Linked DNA regions of Mus musculus: region 2 is linked to region 1. A link is a contact called in public Micro-C data. All regions are on one chromosome and are shown on one strand. Each heading gives the region's core, a stretch centred on a gene start, on an enhancer-like site or on the middle of the called end of the contact. The rest is flanking DNA. Distances are from core to core; before and after follow the strand shown. Region 1 overlaps Iqca (IQ motif containing with AAA domain). Region 2 has its middle 11 kb from the start of 4930434B07Rik.

What was found. Hi-C and Micro-C count contacts between places; a contact is called where the count stands out from the background.
Region 2: a contact with region 1 is called in a Micro-C map of muscle stem cells, with 5 times the contacts expected there. The contact joins two enhancer-like sites. A contact is called at or near these places in 5 of 39 promoter capture datasets (the 3T3-L1 cell line, embryonic stem cells, hippocampal neurons and 2 more), 1 of 15 datasets of contacts at CTCF or cohesin (embryonic stem cells), 34 of 484 Hi-C or Micro-C datasets (Sertoli cells, cardiomyocytes, cerebral cortex and 11 more), 2 of 115 datasets of contacts at active chromatin or transcription factors (embryonic stem cells and epiblast stem cells) and 2 of 9 other capture datasets (adipose tissue and embryonic stem cells).

What each region holds. Positions count from the first base shown.
Region 1 is chr1:90,048,925-90,055,956 of GRCm38.p6, forward strand. It overlaps Iqca (IQ motif containing with AAA domain), which reads right to left. Exons shown (of 19, transcript NM_001368722.1): 16 at 3,464-3,550. Among named protein-coding and RNA genes, the nearest start is that of Asb18, 38 kb to the left of the region's middle. Within about 2 kb of position 2,542, at least 72 of the 459 cell types and tissues checked have an H3K27ac peak or open chromatin away from gene starts, as enhancers often do. A contact at or near this core is called in muscle stem cells and myocytes, where this site is marked.
Region 2 is chr1:90,161,453-90,168,484 of GRCm38.p6, forward strand. No RefSeq gene overlaps it. Among named protein-coding and RNA genes, the nearest start is that of 4930434B07Rik, 11 kb to the left of the region's middle. Within about 2 kb of position 2,964, at least 40 of the 459 cell types and tissues checked have an H3K27ac peak or open chromatin away from gene starts, as enhancers often do. A contact at or near this core is called in muscle stem cells and myocytes, where this site is marked.

The DNA of each region.
Region 1 (7,032 bases), core at 1,292-3,791:
TGGAAGGGAACTTAGGCAGAGATGCTCACGCCCAGCCCAGGCTTGATCACCAGGGCTCCTGTTAACTAGTGACTAAGGGTATTCTGCATCTTGTGAACTTAGTGGTCAGTTGGTGTCTCCTTTGGGAAGATGTAGAATTTAGCTTGTTAGAAATTGGGGGCTTCATTATTTTGTCTGGGTTTCTTGAATTTCCACCCAAATTAGCTTTACATGTGTGTGAACGAGTCAACCGCCATGCTCTCGAGGGTTGCACTACACTGCTAGGTGGCTCTTGGGGAGATGCTGTCTGTGATGGTTAGCTTGTCAACACAAGCTAGGGCCATCTGGGAAGAGGGGACCTCAGAAGAGAAACTGCCTCCATCAGATTGGCCTGTGAACACATCTGTGAGGCATCTTTTTGATGAATGATTGATGTGAGAGGTCCTAGATGCCTGTGGGCGGTGCCACCCCTGGGCAGGTGATCTGAGTTAAGAAAGCAGGATTGAGAAAGCAGTGAGGACCATACCAGAGAGTAGCGTTCCTCCATGGTCTCTGCTTCAGTTCCTGACCCTGGGTCCTGCTTGAGCTCCTGCCCTGGCTTCCCTTAATGTAATAAACCTTTTCCTTCATTAAGTTGGCTTTGGTCAGTGTTTTATCACAGCTAGCAACCTAACTGGCTCCATCTTAGCAACATTCAATCTTCAACCCACGGTACCGAATGTCTTCCGGTCTGTCTAGGTCTCTCAATGGTTTTATAGTTTTCAGAGGGCTCTTGTGCTACTTCTGTGCCGTGGTGCATTTCAAAAGCATTTTCTATGGAGTGGAGACAGAATGGTGCCGGGTTGAGAGGAGATGGAGAGGGTAGACAAGGCCTTTAAGGAGCGAAGTAGAACAAACAAGTCTTACAGGGGTGGGTAGGATGTGAGGGGTGCACGTGTGAGCTCCCCAAAGACTGGTGGAGAAATGATTGGCCGGAGGGTTCTGGAAGGCTGGAAACAGGGACACACCTGCATGGCTGAGCCCTTTCACCTTTAGTAGCCCAGTTGCTATGGTGATGGCGGCGCCCACCTTCCCCTTTCTGAGGCGAGATATTGCTACTTGCTTGTCCTGAAATGGTAGGGAGATCTGAAATTAAGTAGCCTATTTGGATGACAAATGTTGATCCTGAATGGCCTCCACAGTGACACCGTCACCCTGACGACGTGTGCATTCTCTTGAGTGGGGAGAGCAGGGGTGTGTTCATCCAGTCCACAGCTCCCCCGTGCTCAGGCCAGTTCGGTTCCATTTCAGAGCTGTTCATTCAGCACGGCCCGCTCATCAATCATGCCGGGAAACAGCTCCTGATTAGCTGGCTACCTCCACATCCGCCACCCCCCACGGCTGGCCTGCCAGTCTCTCACGACTGTATTACCGTGTGCAATTTCAAATTAGTGGCTAGCATCCACACAGCAATTTCAATTTGCTTTTCTGCAGTTAGCTCCACAAAATGAGCATCGCAGCCAGCGCCAACAAAGCAAGCAGTTCCCCGGTGGAGACCTATTGTGGCAGCAGGGAAGGCTGGGGCCAGATGAAGTAACAAAGGGTAATGGGGCAGTAAATGCAGGAGCAGGCGCCCTTGTCTCAGTCTGTACCTTCGTCTCTGACGTGACTGACCGTTTGCTTACAGTAACATCAGGAGGCAGGCACCAGCAAGGGTCTGCCGGGGCAGAGCTGGGCTCTTCAAAGCAGGATGGTTGGACCCCTTATCCCCTCCCCACAAGACTGGGCTTTTCTGAAAATTCTGAGATGGAGGAACATGAGTGAGCAGCAGGAGAAAGAGAAAAAGGAGGAGGAGGAGGAAGAGGGACAGGAAGAGGAGGAGGAATTCCAGAGCTTTTCATCTTTGGCTCCTAAGACAAGAGGTCTTCAAAGGCAGGACCGGGGAGAAATCTAGCATGGTCCCAGGGGTGCTATGGGAGACAGGGAAGGACTGATGGCTGGACATGAAGCAGAAGGAAATGTCTCTGCATTAAGGCTCTTCCGCGTGTGTGATTTGTGGTCTTCAAAAGCAGGGGATCCCCCTGACGGCCAAGGATCTTCTAGCTGGTGTGAACAGAACAAACATTTAATTTGTCCACAGTGGGGCTGTGCCTCTAGAACCTTCCATATCCTACAGAACAGACCCAGCCATGGATGGCAGTTGTGGGGTCATGGAGGCAAGACGGAGGGTGGGTGTGGGGCCTAGAGAGGTGGTTCATCTGTACCACAGACATCTCCATCTCTGCCAGCTTCCTGCCTTCCCTATGTGAGCTGTCTCAATCTTCCTGCCCATTCGCCTCTGGATCTTTCATTAATCACACCCCTCAGATTTTTTTTTTCTTTTTCTTTTTTGCGGACTTGGGTTGCTATAAAGCTAAGGGCTCTTGGGAAAGGAAGCCAGACAAATTTCCTGAACTCAGAGGTTCTTTGGGCTGGTGACTAAGTAGAGACTAAGAGAGATCAAGTTACTTGACGGCAGACACACAGCCAGCTAAGGAGAATGGCCTCCTGAGTTTCACATTCCCAGGCTGGAGTCCCGTAGGAGAGTGAATCACTACGTCTATGAGCAATCCACATTATGATGACACCATGTATGCGAACCCTGGCTAAGTCAGACTGGGACTTCTTTTTCTTTCCTCCCTCAATGTCTCAACATGGTCAGCAGAGGGCGCTAACCACTGGCTTCCCAGATGTAACAAATATGTAACAAATGAGTCTTCCTAAGAGGTTTTAAAATGACAGGGCAATCAGGGCTCATTTGGAGAAGCAAAGATTGAGCTTTTGGGCTTTACCCAAATCACCTCTACCTGCTGAAAGTGATGTATAATACATAAGTGATTAAAATCCTTACAGATTTAATCAGAAATTCACAGCTAACCACTATTTGCTTTGGTACAAATTGGTGTGGAATAACAAGCCCGTGTATCTTTTTTTTTTTTTTTTCTTTTTAACTTGTGGGAAATTTTCTGGTGATTTGTGGGGGGAAGTGTGGGGGAGGGGGGCATTGAAAGGAGAGAAAAGAAGGAAGGAAGCAATTGAGACGGAGCTCCCCAGAGGCCCTGGATGCAGGGCACTTAGCTGTGCTGTTGATGGCCTTTGTTCGAGAATTTCGAGCCCTTTGCTATTTATTATTATGAACAATAGGAAATGGTAATAATAACTGTGTGTGCCTCTGGTTGTAACTGAGCAAAGTTCTCTGAATTGTTTCTTCTGAATCATGTTTGGACTGAAAAACTTCCCTCCTTCGCTTTATTTTTTTTTTTCCTCCCAAATTATGCCTCATAAAAACCGAGGCGCTGGCTTCTTTCAAACCCTGACAGGCACTTATGGCAGAGAGAGCCTTCTGTGGAAGGACTTAAAGCCCCCAGAGTCTCCTTGGAAATCTAAGACATTCTTGAAACGTGGAGCTGTCCCCCTGTGAGGGGAAACATCAGAGAATGAAGACTGGGTGCCAGGGAAGACTCACCCGTTTCTCTGCCTGCGGGACTTTTTTGTAGAAGGTTTTTTCTGTGTCTTGGATCCACACCACGGAAGGCTGAAGCTGGCGAGCCACCTGTGGAGGACAAGAGCCAGCCTAGGGGTGAATGTGTTTCTTCCTGAGGGACACTTGTCCTCTTTCCCTGAAGCCTGACTGGGGGACATCCCTGGCACACCTTGAGGAAGGCAGACCCTTGATGTCACCCAGAAGTGAGCTTGTTCACCTGCCTCATGGAGGCTAGCATCCATGGGTTTTGCATCTCAGTACCTGCCTAGGAGGTGGGGCCATAGGGTGGGACAGGCCTCCACCACTGCAGGCCCGTCTTAGTGGACATATTCCTGTATCAGAGCCCAGAGCCCCTGCCTGGTTTGGTTTGTCATAAGTCACTGGTTCTCGGCTGAAAATGAATGGGAACAGGACCATGTGCTCTAAACACAGGCTACTCACATTCCCAGGTTCATTCAAGTTTGCTTGCTATGAGAAGACGGTTTCATCACAGGCTCCCGTGATGTTATTTGTGCGTCTCTGTTCACTTGTGCCTTTGTGACTGCGGCTCCCCTGCAGGACAGTGGCTCTGGGCCTTTCTAGAGTGAGCAGGGATTCATGCCAGAGTTAGGACTGGACTTAACCAAGGCATGTGAATAAATTGCCACAGGCCTAACAATCTCTTCAAAGCACCCGCCTAGTAGTGGAGTTGAGGTATTTTTTGCAACAATTTGCGCTTTGTGTGCAACTGTGGCAGGTAATAGCAGCTGCAGCATCTAGCCAGTGTTAGGAACTCTTATTTATACATTTCTTGAAACATTGTTGAGACAACATTATTTACGCACTGACTGGCAGAAAAGTCACCAGGGGCGGATGGCCAAGTCTGTTTCCCTGGCATTATGTGCCAAGTGAGAAAACAGATTATGTGTCTTCAGAAACAAAGTAATGTTGACTGAACGCAATCCAACACCTACATCACATGCATCCATTTTCCCCAACACATGAGGACACTCAGCAAACTTTAGGAGCCCACACAGTTGGGGAACTATTATATTAGGCTTTTAGACCTTGGGTCATAGAGTTTGAGAATTCAAGTCTTATTCTTAAACCCCAGGCCTCAGATGGTGTGGGCTGTAACTGAGGGTGGTCCAGCAAGGAGCAGTGGGGCCACTTTGTGCCAGGCACAGGGCACAGGCACTGTACATGCCAGAGCCAGCGTGCATGTGATGCAGCCACCCCTCGTAGGGGCCTCTCTGGGTTTCAGATGCCTGTGATCTCCTCAACTCAGTCCCACAGAGTGTGCCCCATTAACCCCCTCCCCCATTTATAGACGGGGGTCACTGAGGGCCAGAAGTGATCTGAGCTACACAGCTCCAAAATGGCAGAGGCAGGACGGAGGCCACCACGGTGTGGGAAGCAGGGGCGAGCTGCTTGTTGTGGTTCCCTGTCTGTTCTACACAGAACTGGACAGTTCCCGAATCTCTGTCTCAGGGGAGGACCAGGGCTCTGGAGGTGAATGCACGGAGGATGAGGACCCAAACACTCTCTGCTGCTACGAGCCTAGCTCTCTTTCTTCATGGTTCTTCTACTGAGCCCTACCCCAAACCACTGTGACCTCTGAATTTGGGGCAACCTTCATGAGGGGTGCTTTGTTTTGGCTTAGCCTCCTGTGGTATATTTTTGGCACTAGAATTCGAAGAGACATTTTTTTCCCTTTCCCAGATTTTGATTGCCAGAGAAAAAGAGAACAAAAAGTTCAGTCAAGGAGCTGGGGGAGATGGCTCGGTTAACAAAGGCGTGCTACGCAAGCATGAGGACCTGAGCGTGGATCCCCAGCCCTAGGTAAGAAGCCAGTACAATGAGTGGTATATGTGTCCCAGTGCTGGGAGCTAGACACGGAAGGATCCCTAGGGCTTGCTGCCAGCCAAAGCAGGCAGATCCGGTTCCAGTGAGAGAACTTGTCTTGAAAAAGTAAGGTGGTGAATGATTGAGGAAGACAAATAATACTGACCTCTGGCTCCACACACATGCACAGGTAATTACATTCACACACAGAGACACACAGACACAGACACAGATACACACACACACACACATACACATGCACAGGTACAGGCATAAGTTCATACATGCACACACATACATGCACATGCACTTGTGCACGTACACACATGTGTGCACATGCATAGGCATAGGCACAGGAACATGCACATGCACACACATACACATGCCACACACACCCATGCACACACAGCCCTTCAGATTGTGCTAGTAACAGATTAAAACAGCCGTGTCTGGCCTGGCCCTTCTCATGCCTCACCCTTCTTTCCAAATCCCACGCCCGCCACTGCCATCCTCTGGAACTCTGATGTATCTTCGCACGGCTGCTAGTGGAGGTGAGGCTGCCTGGTGGGGGGCTGGAAAAAAGTCTCAACCCACTCAATCTGAGGAGTGACCATCACAAACCAGCCACTTGCCTTGCAGCTGCCACCCTTGGGGCAGATACATGCCACAGGATGAAGGGACACCCTCTCTGCTTCTCTCTCCCTCATCTATATCTTTTATTTAATGAAATCAGCACCCAGAGATGTCAGAGCAGCTTAGATGACTCTCCACCTTCAGTATTCTATGGGTCTCTAGGGGAGGCAGCACACACACTGCAGAGAGAGCGGCTGGAGCCAGCCATCCTCCTCCAGACCTGCAGTGTGGAATATGTCATGTTTGGGCGCCAACTCTTTGCTGGGTGGTGAGGACTCAGAGAGAGGCGCAGAAACAGTACAGGGTGTAGGCTCCCTGTGAACAGTGCCAGTCCTGGCTGGGAAGCCATGAGAAAGGACGGTTAGAAGGAGACAGTATCAGGGAATGCTGGCTGCCAACTGGTGCTTAGAATTTAACTCCTGCCATGTGTGCCTGTGATAATCTGTGGGAGGTACACTAGGGAGCAAGAGGAGCCAGAATACTGCAGCCTCCTCTCCCCACAGCATTCTCCCTTTCCTTGGGTTGACACTGGAGACTCTAGACCAGTGGCTTTCAACCTGTGGGTCATGACCCCTCTGGGGGGGGGGTGTTACACTACCCTTTCCCAGGGGCCTCCTATGACCATGAGAAAACATAGACATTTACATTATGATTCATGACGGTAGCGAAATTAAATGACAGCTATGAAATAGCAACAAAAGTAACTGTATGGTTAGGGGTCACCACAACATGAGGAACTGTATTAAAGGGCCACAGCATTGGGAAGGTTGAGAGTCACTGCTCTAGATAGTGATGCCCTGGCTGAGAAATGACACTTAAGTGCCTGGGCACCATCTGGCATCAGAGCTTTTAAATTTTAAAAGTTATGATTACAGGTGGTTATTTGAGGCTATTTTCATACATATGTAAAATACATATCTATAGTTTGAGCAGATTACTCCATACTTCTGCCCCTCCCATCATTCCCGCCTTTCCCCCCATGACTCCCCCCTCCCCATAACTTCTCCCCTCACTTCCTGTCTACTTTCATTGTCCTCTCTTCTTGCAGCCTAGCAGAAAGGTGATTGAGAAATAATCACCTTGCTCCTGGGAGA
Region 2 (7,032 bases), core at 1,714-4,213, 110 kb after region 1:
CCCACAGGGCGATCTGATAGAAGCAGATATTCAGTAGAGATTCCCTCCTCTTAGATGTATCAAGGTTTGTGTCAAGTTGACAAAAACTGACCAGCAAACATCACATCCCCATCTGAGCACTGGAATTCTAGGTGGCCTGCCATGACCTTCTGGGATTTGCGTCTGTCCTTAAGGCTTAAACTTGGACAGCAAGCACTTTAACCTCGAAACCATCTCTTTAGCCCCGAAGGACTTAGTGCAGATGCCAGGATCCAGTGTCAGCTCCACACAGGTCTTCAGATGAGAACTTTGCACAGGTGTCCCTGGGAGCAGCTGTCCTTGAAACCCTGCCAGGCCAGGTCATTCCCAGGCTGCATGGTTTGGGCTGCCAATCTTGGCTTCTCTCCAGTTGTCACAATTGTGCCTCCAAGCATCGTGTATCCTGGAAATGAGTCCGATTTGGTCAACTCCACTGAGAGGAAGTTGTTGAACTAAAGGGGACACAAGCAACTGAACACAACATTCTGGACAGAGTTTCCGGGAGGAAAAAAAAAGGCTCCCACAGACAGCAGAGCCGATCATGTCAGGTAAAGTTCACTTCCCCTGGGAAATGTGTGTGCTTGTAGGTGTATGTTTGTGTATGCCTGTGAATGTGTGCCCATGAGTGTGTGCATGTGTGTGTGCCTGTAAGTATGTGTGTGAGAGAGTATATGTATGCATGCGTGTGTGTGTGTGTATGTGTGCGTGTGCCTGTGTGTGTGTGTGTGTGTATGTGTGTGTATGTGTGTGTGTGTGCGTGTGTGTGTGTGTATGTGTGTGCGTGTGTATGTGTGTGTGTGCGTGTGCGTGTGCGTGTGCGTGTGTGTGTGTGTGTGTGTGTGTGTGTGTGTGTATGTATGACTTCTAAGCCACCTCTGTTATCTATAAATAAAGCTGGCCCGCGTGAGAACAGAGTGGCAAGGTTCTCCACAGTGCAGCGCAGGATGTTGTTTTTATTATCGTCCTGTTTCTTCCCACTCACCAAGGCGGCCTTCCTAACCCCAGCAGAGGTCACTTCTCATTGTTTGAACACCTGCTCTCTTGGAAAAGGAACACAACTTCCCCAAGCCATTGAGAAATCCAACCCCCCCTCCCATCCATGACGGTCTCCCATATTTCACTCCCGATAAATACTTCCGAGTAAATAACACGTGTCCATCCAGTTTCTGCCGGTTTGTTTTGGGGTTTCATGTCCCGTCTCTTGCGATATCATTTTTCACAAGGCTTCTAATAAGACAATGGCCTTCGTACCCACGGCATGGAGCTAATTGCAAACAACAGCTGGCCTGTGCATAAAACAAAAGTGACATGTTTAGTCACCCACGAGACAGGGGAGACAAGGATTACCAACAGCCCAACAACATAAGCAAGGCACAGCTGAAGAGGAGGGAAATCAGCTACTTGGTTTTTTGTCTACCCTATTACACCATCAGGATTTGTAGAAACATCTTAGTTTTAGACAGGAGGCTGGAAGACTGACTGTTGCTTCCCGCTACCACCCCCTCCCCAGCCTCCGCGGCTTCCTAGGCTGGATTCAGTTTATCTTCAAGTTCAGTGTTCCCTAGACCTAGCCTTGAGCCAGACCAGGATTGCAAGATTGGTGCAAGCCCCTGTCTCCTGAAGGTTGAGCTGCGTCTGTGGCATTTCCCTAGCATCTTATGGGCTCAAGCTTGCCTGGGCCATGGAGGAGTATAAATACCAAAGGAAAACCTACTGGGGATGTGCCTGCTTCAACATCTCGGTTTCTTGTATAGCGAATCCTTCTCATGCCAAAGACATCTCTTTGGAGTCATCTTGACTGTCTCAGAGAGACAGCTGTTTAGAAAACAGCTGGAGAGATGGTTCAGTGGTTAAGGACACACACTGCTGCTCTTGCAAAGGACCGAGTTCAGTTGCCAGTGCACACAACAGCTCATAAAAGCCCGTAGCTCCCATCCCCAGGGATCACATGCCTCACCAGCACCGCCCTGACATGCACATACCCACACACAGACACATGGGCATACGTGTAATTAAAAACATAAAAATAACTCTTACAGAATAAAAGCTCAGTAAAACTGAGTTCACGAAGAGATAGCAGTCTGGGTTGCCGTTGGGGGTTCTCTGCTCCGTTGCCTGTGTTCAGAATTTGAAAGGTTTTGCCCGTGTGCTTATGTCGGATGATCGGTCTATGATTTTAACAACTGTGTCCTGTCAAAGTTATCATGGTTATGTTGGCTTTGTAAGTTGGGATGCGTGCGTTCCTTTCTTATATTTTCTGAAAATTTACGTTAAGGCTGTGTCTTTATGTTTGATAGAAACCAGCTGGGTCTGGAATTTTCTTTGCAGCAGGTTTTCAATGAAGAAATGTCAATATGGCTAATAGCACAGCTTGGCCCAAGCTTCCTGTTTCTTACCGGCCTGTTTCAGTAGGCTGTGTTTTGCATCCAACAATTCGATCATTTCATGTAAGTTGTGGGATTTCTTTTATTCAGTTGCTCGGAATACATGACACTGTCGCTTTAGTATTTATAGGCTCTGTGGTGACTGCAAACCATCTCTCTAATATCAGAGAGGTTTGGTGACTTCACACCATCTCTCTAATATCAGCGGGGTGTTAATAACTCCATGTTATCTCATTAGTACCTGTAGTGTCTGCAGTCACCACATCCCCTCCACCATCTTTACTGTGCCTGCCAGATAGCCAGTGCTTGGCTTTTCTCTTTGTCTTTGTTCTGTTCAGTAATTTTGGAGGCTGCCTTTGGCTGATTCATTTTCTTATTTATTTCTTGCTTTAGCCATCCGCTGTGGCATAACAGATGAGTACCCCTGTTTCAGTGTAACTTAAACAGCACGTTACACATACCGACCCTGAGTTCTGTGGTCAGGAATGGGCACAGCTCAGGTATCCCTGCCTGAAGATTGCTCACAGGCTGAGGAGTGGAGGGGTTGGCACAAAGGCATCATCCAACCGCCTGACTTGGGGGTGGGGGCACCCTTCAGGCTGATTCACAGAGCTGTCAGCAGGGTGGGGATCCTGTCCCCTCAGCTGTTGGCTTGAAGAATCTAGAGTTCTTTGTTGGCACTGGCTGGAAGAGGCTCCCTTTGTTCCAGTCCATGGTCGGGGTGAGGGACTTGCCACAGGCTGGCTGCAGCATGGTGACTAACTCTGCGGAGAGTGAGCAAGCAGGATGGAGCTGGGAGAAACAGTAGGGGGAGGGGAAAGCCAGAGACACCTGGCCATCTTGTCTCCCAGAAGCCAGGAAGTCAGAAGCCAAGGCTCTTCTCAACTGCTTTACTCTGCTTTCAAGCTCTGTACTCTAGTACCCACCCCACCCCACCCCACCCCACCCCCACTCTCCCCAAAATAACAGGGTCAGAGATTCGATTCATTCTATGATTTCTGTGATAGAGGATAGAGTTCAATAGCCTCTGAGGAATGGGGCAGAGTTATTAGTATTTAGTATTGACTATTAATCTTTTGATTAGTAATTCCCTTAGTCGTTTAGGTTCTTTCTCATCGATGGGCTGTATCTTTGCACAAAATTCCTGACTGATGCTCGCTGCCTCTGAACTGCATTTTAGCTTCTGTTCTCGTCATGTCTTGGCCATGTCTAGGTGCAATGATATCAACAGCATGGCAGCAGGGGCTGCTTAATGATTAAGGCAGGCCCTTCCCACCTGAAGCTCTGATGGCTTTTCCATGCCTGTAGCTGATGGAGTTCAGGCAGTTGTTGTACAAAGGGACTGGGTCACGAAACACTGCACTGTAGTCAGGACTTAACCAGGGGCACTCAAAACCAAGTACACTTACATTGCTTATTTGTTTGTGCGTGTTTATGTGTGTCTCTGCATGTGAGTATGTCTGTGGGCACACTCATGCCTCAATGTGCACGTGGAGGTCAGAGGACAACTAGCAGGGGTCGACTCTGTGGGTTCCCTGGGTTGAACTTTGGTTATCAGAGTTGGCCACAAGCACCTTTCAGCAGCTCAGCCATCTTGCCTGTCCTCCACCTTGTATTCTGAAGCCAGGTCTTTTGCTGATTCCATAACTCACCATTATAGCTAGGCAGGCTGGCCAGCATAGTCCAGGGATTCTTCTCTTTCTGCCTTGCTAGCCTTGGGGTGCACACAACACCATGCCTAGATTTTCTGAAATTTGAACTAAGGTCTCCATGCGTTCAGCACTTTAGCCATTGACCCACTTGCTCAGCCCTTAATTCACGTTAAGTTTTAAACCTTTCCTCCCCTTTTTATTCTTACTCACCACCAATTCACCTTCCAGTCTGGAGCTGCAAATTAGTCTAGGCACCGGTGTGCCTGAGGCTTCCTTTGGGAACCGAGACTATCACTCCTGTTCCTTGAAATGAACAAGGGGGAAGTGAGGGAACTTTTAGACCAGAAGACAGGAGGACAGGTGTATAGGACCATCTACTGTATATATAGCTATATATACAGTTATACACACAGTATATATATGTATATATACATACATATGTATGTATATACAATATGCATTATATATCACATATCACACATGAAAATCATATATCATATGTTATTATATACATTACCATCTCCACATTCCTATGCAGTGTTTAGTCATTCACACCTTCTGGCTCTCAGAGAGACTGTGATGACCTCAAAGATTCCAGAACAAGAGTCTGGTTGGGTCTGTACACACTCTCTGCTATGGCCTCTTGGGGCTGAACTTGAGCGCCATCCAGGCCATGTTCCTTCCCTGAGCTCTGGATCTCTTTGTGAGCACGCTTTGGTGATTGATAGGGTCATCTATGGGCTCCTCATGCTGACGTTGACTTTCTAGTCATTCACCCTTACCCAGCATGCCACTTTACTCTAAAGCTGCTTGAGCCCTCTGCCTTCAGCTCGAGTTTCCTCCAAGGAATGATCGTCCCATCTCCTAGCCTTGACCAGAGGCAAGCCCAATTTGGGGTATGACATATCTTCTGATAGGAACAACTAGGGTAAGGACCCATTAGCACACCAAAGCCTGCTAGCCTAGCCCTCTGAGAACTGGTGAAAGGCTGCAGCTCAGAGCATAATCTAAATATCTGTGGTGGGCCAGCATCCATCTTGTGGGTGAGGGAATTATTATCGGTATGCTGACCTGGTATGAATTTGTACGGAGCTAAGAGACGTTATTGATGGTGCTTCTCATTCCTCAGGCTCCGAGAGCCACACCTGCTCCTGGCATGTAAACCCAGCAGGCCTGTGTTCAATAACTGCCGTTAGACCCTGAACTCCCCCTGTGCAGGGCTTTGGACACTGCACTTAAGACTGACCTGGCATCACGAATTCCAGCAACACAGAGCTGGGGATGTCAAGCTGTTTATCACACCAGAGCTGGTTCTTATCTTCTTGATGAAAGATTAACCGAGACAAGCCCCAGAGCTCCCTGTGGACCTGTCCCCACCCCAAAGCCTTCTGCCTAGAGAATGGAATTCCAGCTCCATTTCTCCCTGACCTAGCTGAGACCTGGTACCTCAATGAGGGTCATGGCTGAGCTCTACCCACGTTGCAACTTTCACTGGGAAACCGGTCTCAGATTCTACATCCCTCACCTCTCGGTGACCTTCAAAGGCTATAGACATCCCCATTCTGCAGGGATGTTTCTTCCTGGCCTGGGTTCCTCATCAGCTAAGTTCTAGCACAGTTGTTTATGGTTTTAGGTTGTAAACATCAGGGGAAAACCAGCTTGAGTTGACTAGCTGTTTACTGGCTGGCAGTCCCTCCAAGTGGGGGCTGATGAATCCTTTGAACTGGGTGCAGGGCTTGCTGTCTTCTCTTTGTTGGCATCACACTCTCAGTAAAGAATTTATAGCATCCGTCTTGAATCTCTCTAGCCTGTCTCTAGTCAGCCACCTCCACTCCCAAGTCCTATAGTGTAAGACTAATTACAGAGCCTATAGGTGCTATGATACCTGGATGACACTTTTTGTTTGTAGTATTGGGGATTGACTCTAGGGCCTGGTACATGCAAGGTGATTGCTGTACCATGAAGTTTTATTTCCAGCCCTTAACACATTTTTTTAAAGAAAAAAATTGAGACAGGGTCTCAAAAATTTGCCCAGGATGTATTTGAACTTAGTCTGTGGTTTGGTCTGGCCTAGGACTTGTTTGTGATCTTTCTGTCTCAGCCTCTGAGGTCTCTGGGTTTATTGTCCTGGACCATCATAGTAGGCTGAAAGACTTCATTTTCCTTATGGATAGGGAGATAGAGGGTGTAAGAGCTTCCCCCCCACTAACCCAGACAGCAGGAGAAAAGGCATGGATTTTCTCATGGAGAACCCAGCTTCTTAAACTATGGCCCCTTATGTGGGGGTTGCAGAACATTTGGCAACAGGAAAAGATTTCTGCACATACAACCATGAAAAATTAATTCAGATTCAAACGTTGATGAATCTGAGGAGTTCTGGCAGAACACACCTGTACTGAATCACACAGGTTGCACTTAGGGGACCCTTGGGACACATGACCCCAGCAAGCACAGAAACGCCTGGAGTCAGACCTGAGAGACCGTGGCACATCACGAACTGCAGGAGTTTTACTGTGCACACAGAGTCTCCTGCTCTTGCAGAAGCCATGCCATGGCTTCACTATGGAAAGCAAAGGTCTCTACTATTATCCTACCATCCTTCCTCAGCATATGCCAATCAGGCTGATTTATTGTTGGGCCGGATAGTGTTAGAATGTGTAATTCTAAAAGCAGTTGTTTGAGTTGTTGACTTGAGTTTCATTTTAAAAAAATCTTTAAATAAAGTTTGGCTTGGAATAGGGATGGAATTCTCAGCAATTTCTGAAGTAGGCCTAAACATATTTCTGCCAATTTATACCATGTACTTATACGAAAGAATTTTCTCCATTAATTAATTAATTAATTAATTTTACTTTACATCCTGATTGGAGCTTCCCTGTCTTCCCAGCCTCTCCCTTCCACTTCCCTCCCCCTACACCCCTCCCTTTCTCATAAGAGAAGAGGGCACCTCCCATAGATATCAACCTGCCTTGGCAACC